Linked DNA regions of Mus musculus: region 1 is linked to region 2. The links are chromatin contacts, called in public HiChIP or PLAC-seq maps. All regions are on one chromosome and are shown on one strand. The core of a region is the stretch at or near the end of the contact, and the rest is flanking DNA. Distances in the headings are between cores, read along the strand shown.

Evidence for each region. HiChIP or PLAC-seq counts read pairs in DNA pulled down with a chosen protein or histone mark.
Region 1: a contact with region 2 is called in an H3K27ac HiChIP or PLAC-seq map of embryonic stem cells, with 6 read pairs. The contact joins the enhancer-like site here to the promoter of 1700123J17Rik in region 2. A contact is called at or near these places in 2 of 484 Hi-C or Micro-C datasets (the G1E-ER4 cell line and embryonic stem cells), 2 of 115 datasets of contacts at active chromatin or transcription factors (embryonic stem cells and memory CD8 T cells) and 2 of 9 other capture datasets (adipose tissue and liver).

The regions. Positions count from the first base shown.
Region 1 is chr7:126,328,385-126,332,281 of GRCm38.p6, forward strand. No RefSeq gene overlaps it. Among named protein-coding and RNA genes, the nearest start is that of Gm30928, 21 kb to the right of the region's middle. Within about 2 kb of position 1,712, at least 39 of the 459 cell types and tissues checked have an H3K27ac peak or open chromatin away from gene starts, as enhancers often do. A contact at or near this core is called in embryonic stem cells, where this site is marked.
Region 2 is chr7:126,246,241-126,250,077 of GRCm38.p6, forward strand. It overlaps 1700123J17Rik (RIKEN cDNA 1700123J17 gene), which reads right to left and starts at 1,998. Exons shown (of 5, transcript NR_131046.1): 1 at 1,864-1,998. It also overlaps a transcript of Sbk1 not described here.

The sequences.
Region 1 (3,897 bases), core at 462-2,961, 82 kb after region 2:
ATAGAGGTGTGTGTGTGTGTGTGTGTGTGTGTGCGCGCACATTACATCTATGGAGGTCAAAGGGCACCTTTATGGAGTTGGTTCTCTTCTTCCTCCTTCACATGAATTCCAAGGTCCAAACTCAGGTCACCAGGCTTCAGTGTCCCCGCCCTTTAGTCCCTCAGCCATCTTCTCAGTTTCTGAAAACTTTATTTTGATTTATGTTTTATTATTGAAGTTTCAAAAGCATGGCCAGAGGGCATCATTGTTAAAGCATGCAATCTTTTCTCTGAGGTTTGGTTTCTTTGTGTGTGTGTATATAAATTTTCCTCCGTTTTCATTTATTGTTAAGGACTTGAATTCCTTTAGTTTTTAATAGCATTAATATTAGATTGCCAAAAGATATTCCATGAGACTGTTGTAGAATTAAGAGTTAAAAGATTCCGCCGGGCGTGGTGGCGCACGCCTTTAATCCCAGCACTTGGGAGGCAGAGGCAGGTGGATTTCTGAGTTCGAGGCCAGCCTGGTCTACAAAGTGAGTTCCAGGACAGCTAGGGCTATACAGAGAAACCCTGTCTCGAAAAACCAAAAAAAAAAAAAAAAAAAAAAAAAAAAAAAAAAAAAAAAAAAAAAAGAGTTAAAAGATTCCTATTGCACCAGATAGTTCTGTGCAGAGTTGGGGAGATGGATTCGCTGATAATTTACTGTGTCTTTCATGCAAGAGTCTTTACTGTAGTCATGGCGGTCATTCCCACAGCACTAAGTGGGTAGGGTTTTTGTGACTTGGTATCTGTCTTAGTTAGGGTTTTACTGCTGTGAACAGACATCATGACCAAGTACGTTGTCTTATAAAGTACAACGTACATTTGGGACTGGCTTACAGGTTCAGAGGTTCAGTCCATTATCATCAGGATGGGAGATTGGCAGCATCTAAGCAGGTACAGTGTAGGAGGAGCTGAGAGTTCTACATCTTCATCTGAAGGCTGCTAGTAGAAGACTGACTTCTAAGAAGCTAAGGTGAGAGTCTTAAGCCCACACCCACAGTGTCATACCTACTCCAGCAAGACCACACCTTCTAGTAGTGCCACTTTCTGGGTCAAGCATTTTTAAACCATCACAGTATCTAACCTCAGGAATTCCTGTATTAAGAATGTCCACCAAAGCCGGGTGGTGGTGGCGCATGCCTTTAATCCCACCACTTGGGAGGCAGAGGCAGGTGGATTTCTGAGTTGGCTATACATAGAAACCCTGTCTCAAAAACAAACAAACAAACAAAAAAGAATGTCCACCTTGGGGGGGGGGGGGGAGGTGGGTAGCACATGCCCTTAATCCCACCACTTGGGAGGCAGAGGCAGGCAGATCTCTGTGAGTTCAAGGTCATTCTGGTCTATAGAGTGAGTCCTAGGACAGCCAAGGCTACACAAACAAATCTTGTCTTCGAAAAAACAAAAACAAATAAACATCCACCTCTTAAACCAATTTCAGGACGGTGATGAGCACTTGAAGTCTGGTTCTTTGGTAATGTGGTTTTGCCCCACTGAGCAATCAGGGGAAGCTGTTTGTGTACATAAGGAAAGTCAGTGAATAGTACCATGGTGAGAATAAATTCTCCCAGAACGTACAGGATCTCCATTGTCCTTTCACTGAGGAACAGATCGTGCCCCTGCCTTCATCTACAAAATGACAGGATTTCAGAGTAGCTCTGTCATGCGGAGTCACCTCTGCTTCTGTGGTTCCAGTGCCCGCAAGATAGGATCCACTCCGCCAGTGAGAGTTGGATGAGGGTGTGCACAGAATACGTTACTGTGTGAAATTCTATGCAGCTCTGAAATCGGTCCACTCTGTGGTCTTCAATGCCAGCACAGTTTAAGATAACTAAGGCTATAAGTGGAAACACTGAGCCTTGAAATCAAGCAGCCAAAATTTTTTGTTAATAAAATAAAAGGTATTTGTTGAATTTGTCACATAACCATGAGATGGAAGAACAACCTTGAAGAAGGAAAGCAGGAAACAAATAGAGACAGGAAGCAGGGCTGTGGTCGGTACATGGTGTTTTCTATAAAAAAAAGAAAGAACCAGGATATGTTTGGTAGAGTGAGGTATGGTGAGGTTGAAGGGGGTGCCTCTGCGGGCCCATGCTGAGGCATCCCTTCCCCCTGAGGGACCAACCATATGATGGATATAATATGGAATAGAGCTTATTCAGGGCATGGGGAGTATAGCTGACAGAGTAGAGACAGAGAAAGGGAGAGAGGGAGAAGGAGGGGGAGGGGGAGGGGGGAGGGGGAGGAGGAGGGAGAGGGAGAGGGAGAGGGAGAGGGAGAGGGAGAGGGAGAGGGAGAGGGAGAGGGAGAGGGAAGAGGCCAGCCATGAACACATGGAGGGGGGAGGGGAATGGGGAGAGAAGGGACAGAGAGGGAAGAGAGTAAGAGGTTGAGAGTAAGAGAGAGCAAGAGAGTGAGGAGGGGGCAAGCAGCCCCTTTTACTGAGTCAGTGAGTTAGGCACACCTGGCTGTTGCCAGGTAACTGTGGGGCGGAGCCTAGAAGGAATGCTAACCGGTAGAGCCCACTTAAGATGGTGGGGAGTAAACACTGCTGCCTGAGGAAGAACAGTCAGTCCCAGTGTGTTTATTCAACAAACAGAAGTGACAATGCTCTCTGAAGAAGCCACCAGGTCTGTGGCCTGATCATTAATAGGCCTCTTGGGCTCTCCCTTCTTGCCCTCTCCCATTGCTTCACCTCCTTAACAAAGTAGATAACAAAGTTGAACAATATTTCATGAGCACGTGCAGGTTTAAGACGAGACTGTTCTCTCTCTTTATAGTTCATAGGTGAGGATGTCTTCTCTCTCCCTCTGACCCCTCCCAACTGTGGTGCCAAGATAGGGCAAGCCTTGAATTCCCCTGTTTTCTATTACTACAAGGAGACACCATGACCACAGTAACTCTCTTAAAGGAAAACATTTAAATGAGGCTTTTTTTTTTAATGTATATGAGTACACTGTAGCTGACTTCAGACACACCAGAAGAGGGCATCGGATCCCATTACAGATGGTTGTGAGCCACCATGTGGTTGCTGGGAACTGGACTCAGAACCTCTGGAAGAGCAGTCAGTGCTCTTAACCACTGAGCCATCTCTTCAACCCTGAAAACATTTAAATGAGGCTGGCAGGCTTACAGTTTCAGAGGTTTAGTCCATTATCATCATAGCAAGAAGCATGGCAGCACGTAGGCAGACATGGTGCTGGAGAAGGAGCTGAGAGCTCTGCATTTGGATCCACAGGCACCAGGGAGAGACTGTAAGCCGTGCTAGGCCTAGCTTGAGCATGTAAGATCTCAAAGCCCACTTCCACAGTGACACACTGCCTCCAACAGGCCCACACCTCCTAATAGTGCCATTCCTGTGGGCCAAGTATTCCCACACATGAGTCTAAGGGAATCATTCCTATGCAACTCCCCTCCCCCATTTACTGCCTTTATGTGTCTGAGATTTTTGCCCACATCTGTGTCTGTGCACCACATGTGTGCATGGTGCCACAGAAGACAGAAGAGGGCATGCATGGTTCCTTGGAAGTGGGGTTTCAGACAGTTGTGAGGTACCATATGGATGCTAAGAACCAAACTTGGTTCCTCTGGAAGAATAGCACGTGCTCTGAACTGCCCAGCCTTCTGTCCAGCCCCTCTGAACTCTTATTCATTGATCAAGCTATAAAGGAAACACCGGCTGGAATCCCTCATTATTTCTGAAGCATTCTTAAATTTCCTTTTTATGGGATAGTTTTCCTTTTTTCCATTTCAGTTCTAATAGATATACTAATAGATAAGTGACTCCCATATACTAAAGATGAAGAGCGGATTCAATTTGAGGGGATGGTAGTTGAATGGATAAAATCAGGGAACTTATCTTTCCTCTGCTTTC
Region 2 (3,837 bases), core at 748-3,247:
ATGGGCTGTCTCTCCACCTCCACCACCCTGTCTCCTGTCCCTTCCTATTCCATGGCCCCCTTCTGAAGGGGCACCCTATCAAGTTTGCATATCAAGAGACCCAAGGTTAACCCTTGAAGAGGGAAAGAGGGAAGAGAACCCCCGAATATCACAACCTTAAGGGAAATGCTGCTCCTTTCTGAACACGTTCTCTTCGGCTGTGCAGTGTAGTCCAGTGTATGTCTGTAAGCCTGTGGCTCCAGTCAGGGACAGAAATAAAAAACAACACATCGAATCTGCCACAGAGCTTGTGGAGGACCCAGGGCCCCCAGATCATCTCCCCAGCTCAATCTTGAGTACGCAGAAAGAAGCACCTACTTGGGACAGGCCAATTCATAGCCGGTGCTCCATCCAGAAGAGTAAATAAGAAGAGGCTGTCAAAGCAGACAGCACAGAAAGAGACCCTGTCCCCAGAGGCAGGTGTGGATTTCAGTGTCAGGGAAGCCTCCACAGGAGAGTCACGAGTTCAAGGCCAGCCTGGGCTACACAGTGGGGTGTCAGGAGGAAAAAGAAAGAGAAGAAGGGGAAGAGAACCTGGGAGGATTGGTTAGGGTGAACACCTCTTAGGCTAAGCAACAAGGAAAGCCCAACGTCCCATTCAAACATGCTAGGTTGGCAGAGCTGGATCCTGGCCCCAAGCTGCTATCTGCCAACTTGTCCTTTGTGCACTGCTCAGGAGCCAGCCCTTTTTTTTTTTTCTTGGCCTAGGAGGTCTAGACCTGTTCTTCCAGCTAGTGAAACTCAGTTCAGACAGTCCTTCCAGGCTTCTAACTCTCCATCTCCAACCGCCCCCGACACACACCAGGTTCTCAGCCTCAAGACAAATTCCCACTTCATCTCCCATACACCCTCCCTCTTCTTCATCACCCTACAGTGAGCAGAGTGGCTCAGAACAAACACTTCCCACGCCTCTGACCATGTTTATCTCTTCCTGGTTTGTAAGGCTCTGTACAACCCTGTCATCTTCTCTGATGGTCTTGCCCCGCCTCTTGATCCCCCAGGAAAGCTCTACTCCATACCAAAAAAAGCCAGCTTAAAGACCTTACCTGCCTCTCACTCACCTCCCCAAATGGCCCCTGGTGCCTATGTTCCTGCAGGAAGGCTCTCCCCTAGAGTCTAGATCTTCAGTTGGCTCCTCCCTCTCCTGTAGGTCTCTGCTCTGATGGCACCTTGTTGGAAGTTTGTTTTTTTTTTTCTTCCTCAAACCCCCTTTCTAAGTACCTGCCTGTCCATCCCAGCCCTCCTGCTTAACTCCCCTCCCACCCCGCCCTTTTCACAGCCTGATTTCTTTATCCTTTGTTTCCTCTGCTCCCAGGGCCACTGGAATGGTTGTCTGTGTTGTCAGTTTCTGCACAGGTGAGGTCCCAACTGCAGGCAGTGCCCTGGGCTTGCCTGGGGGAAGCACCCTTTCTAATTCATTGGTCCCTGTACAGACCAGCCACAAGCCCCTTGACCGCCTCCTGTTGGGGTACAAGCCCAACCAAGGGAGGAGGAGCCTCTGTGTCCCGCCCAGTGCCTGATAAATACACAATGATGCTAAGGAAACAGGTAAATAAGGCCCACTCTGGTACACACACACACACACACACACACACACACACACCCCAGCTGAGCATACTAAACAATGTCTGCCTCACCCCTGGCTCCCATTCAAAGTGGTCATGCAATTGGACCCAGACTCAGAATGCTCATTTCTGGGAATGTGGAGGGACTTGGTTACTTGACAGTGTAGGTGTGAACTGAACGGCTCTGGGGGTGGGGTAGGGGGTAGGGGGGATGGTCCCTGGAGCTCAGAGCTCTGAGTCCCACCCAGATCCTCCCTACCTGTGCATGGAGGGTCTAGGTGGCACAGGACATCTGACCAAGCCCCAGGGACTGTGCAGCATGGGCTCGCAGGCAGGAGGTATTGCGGAGTGTGTGCTAGCACACCAGGCTCCCAGCAGAGGCGTGGTCCTTGCTTCCCTACAGTGGCCAGCCGCAGCCTCCTAGCTCTGGCAGAGAAGGAGTTAACTTCCAGGCTTCTCAGCGTGAATGTGGAGCTATTAATACCCACAGCCCAGCCATCTACAGCCACCACAAGGCTGAGCCCCAGAGCTGAGGAGAGAGATCGGGGAGCAGGGCAGCTCCCAGGCTGGCCAACCAGTACCTGACTTCAAGGGTCAGAACTTTTTCTGGGGACAGTGTAGACTCTGTGTCAGACTCACCTGACCCTTGCCTACCCCCCAGCTTCAGGTGTCAATCGGCTCTCCCGCAGGCCACTGAGCTACTTACTCCAGCAGGGGAGGACAAACTTTGTCAACCACCTCTGTGCCTGCTGGTCACCTAGGAGGAACAGATTGCTGGACAGACAGACAGAAGGCTCACACTCCTGCCTCTGGCAGGCATCCGCAGAGTGGACAGCTAAGGTGCTGAGGACTTCCCCAGAGGCAGCGATAGGACCTCGGTCCACTGCCGGCCGGCCACCTCTTGAGTCCAGGCAGCTGATAACTGCTGTTCAAGTGCAGATCCCGTGCCTCAGGACAGGAGCCCCAAGAGAGCCACAGGCTCTTCCACCCACCGAGGCAACGGGTAACGTGGGCGAGAAGGCGCAGGTGGCAGGTAGGCAGGTCCGGGGTCCTGAGGCCGACAGGCTGCTGACCCTGGAGCACACTGGCTCAGAGAACCGCGTCCTGTCTGGGGATGATGCTGTGGCGGCCACCAACAGTCACCCCTGCCCTGTCCTGCGGCTGCCTCCTGCCTGGCCCCTGGGCTGTACAGCTGATGATGTGCCAGCCTTCTGCCTGGTCTGCTTCCACAGAGAGGAGGAGGAATTGGAGGAGGTTCCACTGCAGAGGTCAGTCCTGGGGTGGGCAGAGGGCTGGAGGGACCACCATGCAACCTTCCATGCAGGAACTTAGGGGCCTGGTGATGATGTTTATGGGACCTGTCTGCCCAGGCTTACTACCCCCTCCACCTTCCCGCTGAGCTCTCTGGCTGTCACCACAACCTTCCCATTCCTCCCACTCTGGCCCTCGAGTGACTTGCCTGTCCCTTCACTCCCATTGTGGTCATGTCTTGTCCCCATTTAGAGACCTCCATGGTTCCTCAGTTCCTAAACAGAAAGTCAGCACTCGGCATTCAAGACCTGTCTGATTGGGTTTAATGCCCCATTTCACTCTGTTCACCAATATTACCAGGGAATACTCTGGCTCCCCTCCACCCAGGCCCAGCTGAAATGTCTCTTCTTTCAGGAAGGCCTCCCAGAAGACACGGGCCCGCTGATCTAAGAGCCCCTTGCACTTCTAGCATCACACTGGCATTTAACATATGCTCAGTCTTTGTTGAATTAATAAGTGAAAATGTGTATGTGCACATGTGCACATGTGTGCATGTGTGAGCGCTCATATATGTGGAAAGGAGGGGAGGGAGAGAGAGAGAAGATGAAGGTTTCTAAGGTTGGGATTGTGTATTTGTGGGAGAATGTGTGTGACTGTGTGTACAGGTTTGTGGGAGCAGATGGGAGGACCTTTGGGATGAGAGGAGCTATGCATGAGGCCAATGCCTAGGCACTGACTGCTATGCCCCCCGACCCTCAGGGAAACCCTGGCCCCAGCCAAGTGTGACCTGGGCCACACTTGTGAATACACAAGTCAACAGGGTCACCTCTGCTCCAGCCCAGCCTGCTCAAGCCAGTGCCACTGTGGGAAAGGCGAACACAGGGCCAAGCTAGGGTCTTGTCCGTGTCCATTGAAGAATAGGAGGAGAAAATGTGGGCCCCTGCATCCTGGACCAGGTGCCTCTCATGAGTATATTGGACCC